Linked DNA regions of Hordeum vulgare: region 2 is linked to region 1. Evidence: chromatin contacts called from public Hi-C data. All regions are on one chromosome and are shown on one strand. The core of a region is the stretch at or near the end of the contact, and the rest is flanking DNA. Distances in the headings are between cores, read along the strand shown. Region 1 holds the start of LOC123428818 (zinc finger CCCH domain-containing protein 30-like). Region 2 holds the start of LOC123428015 (protein IQ-DOMAIN 32).

Region 1 (6,507 bases), core at 3,582-6,081:
TGGACCATATAATAAAAAGTAGTACACTTTTGCAATGAACTATTGTACATGTTGACTATAAGATGGACTATAGATGACATGACAATGGCTTATAGCCAGCAGCTGGCTATACCACTGTACTTGCTCTTAGGGACTTCTTTCTCTAGTCGCAAATACCCATTTTTAGTCCCTAAAAGTCACTCGTGTTTGGTTTAGATGGAATTAAAAGGGACTTTTTTTAGTCCCTACGTTAAAAAGTCTTGTAAACAAACACCCCCTCAGCTTCTCCAACAAACTTTCAGTGAAGATGATATCCAAGCTATCCTGCAAATCCCAATACATGAGGATTTCAAAGACTTCCCTGCATGGCATTTTGACAAGAAGGGGACATTCTCAGTAAAATCTGCATACCAGGTCACCTTAAATTGCCAGGCAAGGGAACCGATCAACGGTATTGCATCTAAGCTTACTATGGAAGAAACTTTGGTCGCTGCATATGCCAGGTAAACTTCTGCACTTCCTTTGGCGTCTAACAAATAACAGCCTACCGTTGAGAGTGAAAATTAAACATAGAGGAATAGAGTTGGACACAAGATGCCCAGTTTGCCTCAGACTTGATGAGGATGGTGGCCATTGTTTCCGGAAGTGCAAATTTGTAAAAGCCATATGGAGGGCAATGCTATTAGTAGATTGTCAACTTAAATTGGTTGAATGCCCAAATGCTTCCTCTATGATGGAGAAAATACTGCAGATGCAAGAGGGAAAATGCATGAAAGTATGCATCTTGCTGTGGATTTGGTGGCATGAACGAAATAAGGCAAATAAGGGAGAAAAAATCAGATCACCTGATGGGATTGCATACTCAGTTCAATTGCATTTTGCTGAGTACATGGATCACTATCAAAAAAAGAAGCAGAAAAAACAAGTAAAGGACCAAGTCTGGACTCCTCCTCCAAATAACATTTTGGAGATCAATACTGATGGAGCCTTTAGGCGGTCCTATAATTCAGGTGGATGGGGCTTTACCATTAAAAATGACCAAGGTCTTGCGCTGATTGCAGGAGCTGGCAATTTGGTGAACGTTGCTATCCTCTTCTCTTCATATTGAAGCACTAGGCATGCTTTATGCAGTCAAAGAAGCAATGAGCATGGGGTGTCAAAGAATCATCTTGGAGACAGATGCAGCTGTTCTGAAGCAGGCGATCACTTTCTGATGCATATGACTGCTCCAACCTGTGTGTGATTTTCAAAGAAATAAAATCTGTAATATGCCTATCCTTTCAATCATGTAAGGTAAAAGTTTGTCCAAGAGCTTGTAATATGTCAGCACATTACTTGGCTGCTTACGGCACGGGTATGGAGCGGGAAAGCTACCAAGTCTGGCTTGACCCGTTGCCAGATTATGTAATAGACCTTGTAACTGGCACCACGTCCAGCTTGTTAAGTTAATGGAATACGAGGTGTTCCTCTCATAATAAATAAATATAAATGAAGCAGCCAGTAGTTTACCGGAGCTAGCTGACCTGCAAAAGCATGGTGCAGATAGTGCATTACATATTGTGGAGTGCACTTCCACTGCCGAATTACATGATCAGATCGGTAGCTTCCATATTACTACTTAGAACACAGATTAGCTCACGTGCACTACACACGTAGTGCTCTTCCCAAGCATACACGATCTTCTGCAACTCCATGCATCGACGAATTAGTGGATTGCTTCCTTGAAATATATCCGCCGCAGCTAAAACTTGGGGCGTTCTTCGTTTTGAAAATGATCACTCTCCACTGGTAGCAACGGCTTGTCCTGATTAGGGATCACATCTTCCTGCTAAGACCGTGGAAGAAACGGTGTTTTCTTCTCCTGGAATGCTTCTGATGTACTCTCGACATGACGTGTGGTGAGAAACAAACCTAGTCACAAAACTTTATTCACTTCATACATCTTTAGTTGATACCTGACATATCTAGTAACACTATCTCTGTAAGTGGATGCATTTGAGGTCAAACTATCTTATTTGGTAATGCAGATTCCACTAGGCCATCTTAAGAAAGAAGTATATGCATTTTTGTTCCATCCAAAAAGGTAAATGTCCATAAAGAGATGGGTTGTTCCCCAAAGAGGTTTCATATGCTGCTATGCACACCAAAAAGTTCCGAAAAATCGAAATGGAGAAAATTATGTTATTCTCTAACAGAAGGAACCACACCTTGGAGTTATTACGAATGTCATAAGAAGAAAGTGCAGAATTGTCATCTATCAACTTCTCACTTTGATGTGTCAGGCAGTAGTTCTCCCAAATATGCTTCCTGGGACAAACATAAATACTTAAAGCGAGTTTAGAAATTCTCGGTATCCTTAACAAATGGAAATATTGAAAAAGAAATGGTTGATAGATGCCACAAAAAAGTATGTTGGTTTTTAATAGAAAAATGGATGAAAACATGGATATTTCCGGCTAAAATAATGGAGCTAAATGATCAAATACAGCAAGAAAGCATTCCACAGGTACTTTACATATGCAACTAGTGCCGAGAACCACATAAATCATTATGCCTTTGAACTCCATAATTCAGGAAGAGATGGATACCAAGAAGGCACTTTCAGGAACTTCAATACAAACCTGACAGCTATTACCTCCGTCCCAAATTACTCGTCTTAGATTTGTCTAGATACGAATGTATATAACACTAAAATGTGTCCAGAAAAATCTCAGACAAGTAATTCCGGACGGAGGGAGTATTATATAATTGAAGCTATATTATCAAGCCTAGCTAAGAACAGTAAAGTAGGATCTCTAACTAGTTTTACATCTGTACATCTGAACCTGTATATGGGCTTTACTTAATAGTTGGCAGATGCCCAACCATATTAATTATGGAGTTGTAAATTGTTTTCAACATCTAGTAATGTTCATTCTGTACAGAAATAAAATAGTCGAGGCTTCCCAATTCTATAGTTTATCATAAAGCACTTGCGATCTTCATACTACATAGTAGCTTTTGTCTGACAAGTAGGCACAACACTTTCTGACAGTGGTAACAAATACTGACGCCAAGACCTCTTTGCGGCGAGTACTACTGTGATATCAGACAGCAAATGTTGTACTGTCCTAGACAAACTACAACCACATGGCTGAATCTTCATGGAGTTAAGGAATGGGGTTCATATTTTAGAGTTTACAATGCCATTAAACATCTTAGAGAGCAATTTCTTTATATGCTGAGCTCAAACTACTTTTAAGAAGACAATCTTTGAACATTATATCCTCCATAGTTTGAACTGAAATAGATTAGTTATGATAGGGACCTTAATTCAAATGGGTTTGACTAACCTTGTGTACACACATGCTAGTCAATACCAAACAGGTCAAGTTCAGTGCAAATATCAAGCTAAAAAACAAAATAAGCTTCAGCTTGGATTCTCAGCGTCTCGAGCTATTTCAGAATCCAAGTGAATACTGTAGATCTTGTGACCTTCATCTTATTCAGATCATGATGCCTATCTAAACTAGTACCTTTTGGTAGATCTTCAGTGACTGAGTGCCCACTGTAGGAGACATTAAATATCAAAGAGTGTTATCATCATATTCGACTGAAGAAGAATGTAATCTCCTAGACAGGCTTATAACAACATAGCAGAAGCTTCGAATTAAGAAAATAGGGTCTCAAATTAGAATTTAGAAGGTTCTTGATTTTTTGGAGGTAAATAAACAGTGTAGAAATAGCAGGCTTGCACATTCTGAAATAATCGTAAGGCAAATTCGCTGAGCAGTTTGAGCTAAAACTACTTCTAGAAGTCAAGTTTGGGAAGATATATTTTCCAGTTTCAACCGAAACACACTAATACAGAGATCCCAATTCGAACATTATATTTTCCTTCAAGTTTCAACAGAAAGACACTAATACAGAAAGCCTGATTGAAGTTGGTTTGACTAGCCTTATGTAACACATTCAGCTATTAGAGACCAAACAGGTCAAGCTCAGTGCAAATTCAGAATATATTGAAGAACGTCAAGTAACTAGATCAACCTGTGTTAGCATGAATCAAGTTGATGCCATGACTGTCAGAAGCCATCATCCACGGAAGAAATCAATTCGAGGCATTCCATTGATTTAGGAAAAGATCCTATTCCTTACCATGAGATGTGACGATGGCCCATCTGGCCCTGCTCTATCTCAGTTATTTTCTTCCTGACAGCCAGCTTCAAATCCTTGAGCGTAGCAGTGTTCAACACCGCGACATCTTCATCACCACAATGAAAAATATGCAGAACACGAATTGAGATGGGGATAAGCGCATGGTGAAAGATTTAGACAGAAATGTGGGGGTTGGAAGAGGGCCATATACCGAACGAGGTGTTGTCCAGCTTGACGACGGTCACCCTCATGGCGCTGCCGAGCTCGAGGTTGATGAGCGTGTCCACGTCCGCCAGCGAGGGCTTCCTCGGGACGTCGGCGAGTATGGGGTCGTCGAGGAGCGCCGCGAGCATGGACTGCAGCCTCGCCTGCTTGGCCTCGCTGCTCTGGTAAGCGGCCACCTCCTCGGGCTTCGAGGGTCCTGCCGAATCCATCGCCTCTCCCCGTAGAGCGCGAGCGAGATTGGCTCGGGAGGCGGTGCAGACCTCTGCGGCAGCGGGTGCTCAACGGCGGCGGCGGCGGGGGCGACGGTGGCGCTGGAGAAGGGGTCAGGAGGGGGGGTCGAAGGTGTTGAGAGGCCGACAAGTGGGACCCAGCCCCAGTCGAGCAGAATATGGTGAACCGCATCGGCCTCTGGTAGCCGTCCGATCGGGCAGCCGGGCGATTTGGACGGCGATCCCCATCGCAGCACACCTCTTCGTCTTTTATCTGCAAGCTTCTAGCCGCATCGGCCGCCGCCGCCGCCAGAATACATTCCGCCCGCCTCGTCGACGTCGTCTCGGGGTCTCGGCGCGTCGCCCGCGGGAAGCCAAGGAGCCAGGAGCAAGCGCCGCCGCGGCGAGCTCGTCATTCGGAAGGTGCGTGCAGACCGGACCCTAGAGCTTCTCTTGTGATGTACGGTCCCGTTCCGCCACTCGAAGCGTATGTATCCCCTAGGTTTTCTGCTCCGCAACGGCGATTTCTCCTCGGACGCTTGTCCATGTTCCTCGCGCTGCCCCGTAGTTCAGCCGCCGCAGCTTGGGGGTGGGGCGTGTCCTTCTGCACCAATCGTAGCCCTCTAAGCACCGGCGAGTAGGGTTCCTGTTCTTCTAGATTCACTAAGCTTCGAATGGTTTGGATGACCGCAGCTTGAAACACGGCCACAAGCAATTAGTGGTGTGATCTGTAACTTCGGTTTCGCTAGCCAGATATGTAGGGGCCTATAATTGGTACTCCATCATCTAGTACACTAATACAATTATCAATTATGTTATGTTGGCTAGTGATCTTGGAGGATGGAACTGAAACATATGCTAATTTGGTTTGTATACTCACATTTTACTGTCTCGAGTGACCTTGAAGGCTGGAGCTCATGCTATAAGATTTATTTTGTGGGAACTGAAGTAGCAATCAGCGAAGTAATTAATAATATACGCTGGTAACTCCTATATGTATGCTGTATTTATGCTATAGGTAGTGTACCTAAAACAATTGTACTCCCTCCGTCCGGAAATACTTGTCCTAGAAATGTATAAAATGGATGTATCTATAACTAAAATAAGTCTAGATACATCTACTTTTAAGACAAGTATTTCCGGACGGAGGGAGTATGTTGTTAATTTTCATATCGTCAACGGGAAGTAATGCCATGCTCATGATATGTAAAATTTGTTGTACTGGAATTATGCTGTTAAAGCCATAGGATGGTGTGCCTATCAAATTGATAACATTGTCACTTTGAATTCGTGTTCTTTACTTCTTTAGTCTTTACAACATTCGGTTGTCTTTGAAAGCTTTCAAATCTGCATTCAGTTTTAATTATATTGGATATAGTTGTGGCAGGGGCACTGTTCATTCTGTTTTCATATGGGTATAGTTGTGGTTGGGGCACCCTATTAGTTGTGTTTTGTGATAGTATAGTTTTCACCCCTTACTTAAAGACTCCAACCAGAAACTTCGCATAACTAGGTAACTGATTTGGTTGGAAATGTTTTGGATCAGCTTCCAACATCAAATTTTGTATATCTAAGATTTATAACCTCTGATCGGTGTATTGTGGGGTGGTATTCCGGGTTTAGAGTTCTCCTGCTGTCATACATTTCTAGCTTCCAACATCAAGTTGGTGAAAATGTGTGCTATGATGTGACTTCAGTGGCTTCCGTGGAATGCAGGCAACATATGCCTACATGTCTGTGTGCCTTTATGATGGAATAGTTTTTATGTTTGATGGGGCTCTAATGACATTAAATGACTATATTGAAAAGGGTGGCTGGAATTTGCAACCATGCCCACTGTATCTTTGTCTGTTGTCCAATGGAAATTTGTCTGGAGGGACCCCGATGACAGTAAATGAATACATGATGGGGTCAAATTTGAAATTATACTGTGGTTTTGTCAATGTTGATTACAAAT
Region 2 (6,538 bases), core at 306-2,805, 150 kb after region 1:
ATCAGAAATTTGAACGAAGCAACACATTAATTGCTTTCTACTCCCTCCATCTCAAAATTCTTGTCTATGGTTTATTTATAAATGAATGTAGCTAAATACTAAAATGTGACTAGATACATTCATATCTAGACAAATCTAAGACAAGAATTTTGGGACGGAGGGAGTATTATAAACGTATCCTTTTGTTTATTGATGTGTCCGTTTCTTGGTAAACTTCTTAACTATGGTTTGATAGTGGTAACACTACCAGCCATCCCTCAATTCATCCCTATTCTCATCCAAATTAAACTGAAAAATCTGTGTGAAATTTGTAAATAGGGGGAAAAGCTCATTATGCATAATTCAACAACAACCACAGCCCCTCTAGGCTGTCACATGAAAACTCAAAAGTTCAGATCCCATTTCACCACACGGGGTGCAGAATTCCCGGTGATACGCGAATTTTCCGTAACACCACGTGGATTTAATCCAAGATCCTCACCAGCCGACCTGCTCGGCCGGACTTGCGGTCCAGAGGAAAGCCATGTCCGCCTGAATCCATGATTCTCACAGCAGGGGAAAGAAAGTGGCCAAAAGCGTTTATTAGAACAAAAAATGTCAAATCAGGGGGACAAGGGTGCTAGCAAAATCCAAGCCCGGGGATGGGGAGGAGGAGAAGGACGGGCGCGCCAGGCCAAGAGACAACATGCACAGTGCGTGCACTCGCGCGTAGCATGGCATCATGGCGCCAGGCCACCAGATCCCACCCTGCATGGGATCGAGACGACGCCAAACAGCAACCTCCTAAGCTACTAGAGCCACTCGGCGGAAAATGGAAAGAAAAAAAGGTTTAAAAAGGAGGAAATTTGTGAACTCGTGTGTGTGTGTGGCAATTTGACCGTGCGCTCTTGCTGGTGGGAGGGACTTGGAGCAGCTCCGCCACCACCACCCAGCCGGTTTTGAAATCGAAATTTGAACCGGTGGTGCGCGGCGCGGGATCACTGGGGGAATCCCCCCCAAATTGGTGGCCGTTTCGGCCCCCCGCCGCGGACCAGCCCTGGATCTACCCACGCCCGCCTCCGCCCCGCGCGCTGGGCGGAGATCTGCCGAGAACAAGCGCACCAGCTCGAACCCACACCGAGGAAGAAAAAAAAAAGGGAAAAGGAAAAGCAAGCAGCTTGGACGAACAGCGCGCGCACACGCTGGGGCTGGGCGCACGCGGAGGCGCCGCATTCGGCGTAGGGGCACCGACCTCGTCGGCGTGGGCGTCGGTCTCGGGGTCGGAGCCGGCGGTGGCGTCGGATCCGGCGCCGCCGCAGAGGATCTTGAGGCAGCCGTTCTTGGACTTGGTCATGGTCGGATCGGGTGGCTCGCTCGCTCCTCACCTCCCCTCCTCCTCCGGCCGCCGGCGCCGCCTCGGGTGAGCCGCTGCGGCGGTGAAGTCAGTGCGCTGCTCCGCTGGCTGCGCGTGGGAGTGTGCGTTTGTGGACTGGATAGGGGTGCGGGGGGCGGCTCGGGTGTGCAGCAGCAGCTGCTGCTGGGCGTTTCTGTGTTGTTTGCTTCCGGCTGCTTGCACGCTGGGTTGGCCGTTTTTATATTTCCGGGCGTTCCGCCTCGCGGCCCTTTCTCTTTCGCTCTTCTATCTTTTGTATAATTATAATTATAAATATAAATTATAAATCGAGCTACTTTCTTTTGCAGATAAATAAAAGCTCTTTTCTTTTGACATCTTCGTCTATAATCAGTTAGAATTAATGTAACACAGACGATGAATTATACCGTCCGAGACAGTGATGTTAGCCGTCCAGCCAAGATATTCATGATTACTCTCATGCGTATGTTATATTTTTCACTGATGAATTGTCTATACGTTGTAACCAAGGCGTACATATTTTATGTTTTTATTAGTGAGTTAGGCCGGAAGGGAAAGGCTCTGTAGAGAGGTTAGATGAAGAAATGAGCGAAACAGCGTAAAATTGTTTTTTAGTTGAAAGCTTAAAGTTGTTATTTTCCACTCGTACGAGAAAATATGTAAATAATTATTAGCATACACCTAAAACAAGCCTTGGAGCAATTCTATCAGATGTGTCATGACGCTAGGATCGTTATGATAACCATCAGTGTGAAATTAGAGGAGGGTCTATCAGAGTCGTCGTGCTGGTCATGACATGCATAATTTTTAGAAGCTGCTTCAGTCAAGCATGTGAGCTTCTATATTTGAAACATGGGGGGCGTTGATATGGAGCGGTTGTGAAACTTCCATATTTAAAACATGGAGGTGTTGATATGGAGCAGTTGTGAAACTTCCATATTTAAAACATGAAGGTGTTGATATAGAACGGCTTTAAAATGTAACCAGTTGCGTCGGAGGAGAGTTTCAATATGTTTTTTTTTCGTCCCTAACCCAACATATGGCATAGCCGTCCATACTGCTCACACTTTCACCGGAAAGAGCGTCCCTCCTTCCTTCCATGAATACTCTCAACCCGGGTTTGCTCCCACCCTCCACCACTGAACGGCTATAAAAGGTTGACGCCCTCCTCTCTCGGCTTATCCATTCCCTTTCTTGCGCCTCCCATCTCCCACTTTCACTCATTGGCGAGGCACAAGCACGCCCCACCCCATCCCCCATCCCCCAACAATGAAGGAGGAGGAACGGGATGGCATGCTACCCTTTCAGTTCGACTTCAGCTACGCCTTGGTCGTTAGACGGAGGTTGGGCGCATTATGCGTCCATGTGTCCGTCTTTGACAACGATCGGTCGGCATGGGACGAAGTTGTTGAGGCCCGTTTCTGGCCATCGCGGCCTCCAACAATGTTGCTAGCGTGTGGCTAGCTTCGGATGTGGCCGTCGAGGTATGTTCCCATGAGATTGTGGCAACCAACACCATATTCCATGACGGGTCCTCTAGCACTGATACGTCCCGCAAACGCCTTCGTCGCAACCAATTTAATATTTATTAGTTTAATTTATTATGTGTTCCTTGAATGTAAAGTCATGGTGCAATAAATTTTTCACCCTTACTATAAGAAAATTTTAGTTTTGTAAGTGCAATTTGTGTTTTTTATGAAAGAATCACTGTATCTAGTGGCAGAGAACGGAGGGGCTGGGCCCACGCAATACCATTGATCTGTAACCATTTTTTATGAGAATGATAAATCCCAAACGTAAAGAAAAAGGAAAAAAAAAACTACTGGGCGCCCTCCATTTGCTATGGACAAACCGATTCCACAACCATCATTTTTTGGAGGCTCGGTTTATGCAAAATTTAGGTTTGCGTTTTGTCCATGGAGCCTCTATAAATTAGTGACCGTCTCTGTAACGCATCTCGCGATTCAAAAGGTGGTTATTGCGGTTTCTAGAGAGTGTCGTTAGATCTCAGGCAACTAAGGCTTAACTTATTTCTCAGTTAAGCGACGTAACATATATAAAAAATATTACCGATCCTTACATAAGATTTTACGAATATATCATCGACTGAGACTTGACTTTGATTTGAACAATCGTGATTTTCAAACTCTATGCCGCCGGTTTGGTCTTGTTCCGTGCGGCTGTCGTGCGAGCAGGTACATGTGCCTGCACGGGTGGAGTTGGGTACTAATTTTAGCCGTGCCATCTCTTGTGCCGAGAAATTTGGCCATCGTCATCGACTCATCATGTCGCTGCGCTTGCCCCCTCGGACGCTGGTGGTTGGGACCGGGAGCTGTCTGTCCCGATCGACCTTATGCACGTACGTACGTACGTACGTGTTCTACTCCTTCCGGCTGGCCAGTGCTCGGTGTTCCCTCGATCCGTTGCCATGGGAGAAAGGCCTCCACGAGCGATACACGCTGTTGCCACGCACCACCCGACCTGAGAAGCCCTGCTTACGGCAAGCACTCATTTTTTACTCGCATCACGTCGCGGATTCACAGTGCACATCTCCTCCGTTTGTTGTGTGATCTCCTACGCGTCGCAGATTCATCTGCCGGTCGTCTGAGATAAGGTGGCGGCATGAAAAACGACGACGACGGTGGTGTGGGAGCTGGGGTGAAATGGATGCGAGATGCAACGGTTCGGGTGCTGAACGAGGAGCACGAGGAGGCGGGGACCCGGGGCGAGCACGAGAAAGTGCTTGGTCCGGTGACTACTACTGTAGTATGTTGCTACTGCTGCGTGGGTGGTCGATGGGCCATTGATGCGCCGTTCACGTGAGTCGCCGCTGGACCGGGGCAGGAAAAAGGTGGAGAAAGGAGAAAGATGGGCACCGGCCGGCCCTCACTGCGGTTCTGTTCACTGACCCTCTCGCACGAGCTGCCTGCCACGCCTCCACTGCCCGACTGACCCGGTCTCGTTCCATTCCGCGACCGCCAGCGTACACTCTCTCTCTCTCTCTCTCTTGCTGGGCTGGTCGTTGGATTATTTTATTCTCAAGACTGGTGAGCTCTGACTCTGACCGGGGACGTGACGATGAAATTTCGGAAAGGTAACTCCTTTCTCTACGGGTCACAGCCGTCGGTTTTTCCTTTTCGGTATTTTCGAGTTCTTTATCACTTCCCTCCGTATCATGATATACGATATATGACGTTTTAGCAGCTTAATTAAACTGCTAAAATGTTATATATTATGGTATAGAAAGAGTACGTTATAAACACCGTCGTGGACGAGTATGTTTGGCAGCATTCTCAATTCTCTTTTGACTCAAAGAAATTACATGAAATTTTTAAAGAATGTGAATCTTTAGGATTTTTTTTCGTAATGGTTGTTTGATTCGTAGGATTAAAATCCTTAGGAATTTTTGTTAAGATCCATTGTACTATAATTTGGAGGAAACTTTCCATCCGTTCAAAAATCTCTTCATAGCATATTTAGTTTTTCCTGCGCTATGCCGCTATCGACCATTCTTACAAATCCTGCAGGGAACTATAGGACATGTCATTCTATTCCTGTATTTTCCCCATTTCTATGTTTTGAATTTTTGTGAAACAAAGAAGCTCTCAACCTAGCATGGTGGTTCTTCTATGATACATGATGAATACATTCATTTGTTGTTGTTTGGTAGCGGTGTATGTGGTACGACAAGTCGAGTTGACACTTTGTTCGACAACCTGCATTTGTTTAGATATGTTGAACAATTTTGAATTCATTTTTTTCCAATGATGATTATTTTTTTAACATAAATATATTTTCAAATTTCAATCATTTTTTGAAAATTTACACAAAATTTTAATTTTTTTTAAAATACACAAAATTTGAAAAACTGAGCATTTTTTTTGAAAATTTAAATAAAATTTGAAATTCTAAACATTTTCAAAAATTTAGACAAGTTTTGAAATTCTAATCATTTTTTAAATTGGAACAAAAAATTGAACATTTTTAAAATTTTAAAATATGAACATTTTTGAAATAATACACATTTTTTGAAAAACTAAAGAAACTTTGAGAATTTAAACACTTTTAAAAATTTTAAACAATTTTTGAACTTCTGAACATTTTTTGAAACACTTATTCACTCGTGCATGCTCACCAGCAACGTTTGTTGGGGTGTTCACTCTTCATGCATGCTATGAGAGTATTTGAGGTGAGCTCGCGCATGCTCATGAGGTCTCATGCACGCTACCAAACATCCAAAAGTGGGTTGAGAAGAAAACTCTTGCCCTCATGCATCCGTGAGGCACCCTACCAAACACACCCGATGAAAACGTTATCTGTCTATCATTGAAAACAATCCGTATTAGTAATAACAAATGACATGGAAGTAAAACATGATGTTTGATCTGTAGTGGGTCTAAGAGTTTTTGTTCCAATACAACTCATGAGAAAAGCTTCATAATGATTTCAAGACACACATAATGAACTAAAATGCTGCATTGCAAATGAACACACAAAAGTAACTACAGGAATACTGACGAAAAATTCTAGTCGCGTGCTACAAATGCGAGAAAATATGATTTAAAACTCACCTCTCATGCGGTGTCGGATCCCATCCCGTTTAGAAAACACTCACCTCTCGCAGCCAGTAACATACTCCCTCCTTTCCGTTTTAAAGGCATGTCTCAAATATTTCAGATTTCCATTATATGAGCCTCACTTAGAATCCAATTAAATTAAATTACTTTGAGTCTCACTTCAGATTTAACTCATGGATATAAGAGAAATAAAATTAGTGGTCATGAATGCATCTTTTTCTGCATGCGTCATGCAAGTCCAATAGAAAGGAGGGTGCTACACTTATTCTTTCAGGAATCGAAAATATGAAAAATATTTCGTTGGCTAGTTAAAACTAATGTCATCCACTCACAATCCACCTTGGTTGATAAGATTTCATATTTGAGCCCTATAAACCGGAAGAGAGGGAGTAATGCATTTCAAGACAAATTTGCTTATGTGTCATGTAGTTAATGAGGGGAGAGGTGTTTGGAGTAACATAATATGTCTGAAAGGACGTGGATGTCGCTTAGAGGGGGGTGAATAGGCGCTTTAAAATAGTTATAGTTTAGGCTTGAACAAATGCGGAGCAAAATTAACGTTTAATCAGTCAAGCACAAAACCTAAAACAATTAGGCTCACCTATGTGCA

What was found. Hi-C and Micro-C count contacts between places; a contact is called where the count stands out from the background.
Region 2: a contact with region 1 is called in a Hi-C map of leaf, with 2.7 times the contacts expected there. The contact joins the promoter of LOC123428015 here to the promoter of LOC123428818 in region 1. A contact is called at or near these places in 2 of 6 Hi-C or Micro-C datasets (leaf and seedling).

What each region holds. Positions count from the first base shown.
Region 1 is chr2H:625,557,305-625,563,811 of MorexV3_pseudomolecules_assembly, forward strand. It overlaps LOC123428818 (zinc finger CCCH domain-containing protein 30-like), which reads left to right and starts at 4,832. Exons shown (of 6, transcript XM_045112953.1): 1 at 4,832-4,973. It overlaps LOC123428014 (U11/U12 small nuclear ribonucleoprotein 25 kDa protein-like), which reads right to left and starts at 4,715. Exons shown (of 4, transcript XM_045112163.1): 1 at 4,328-4,715; 2 at 4,117-4,222; 3 at 2,187-2,286; 4 at 1,425-1,890. The coding sequence starts at 4,550. The coding sequence ends at 1,795.
Region 2 is chr2H:625,710,941-625,717,478 of MorexV3_pseudomolecules_assembly, forward strand. LOC123428015 (protein IQ-DOMAIN 32) reads right to left here and starts at 1,556. Exons shown (of 6, transcript XM_045112164.1): 1 at 1,232-1,556. The coding sequence starts at 1,333.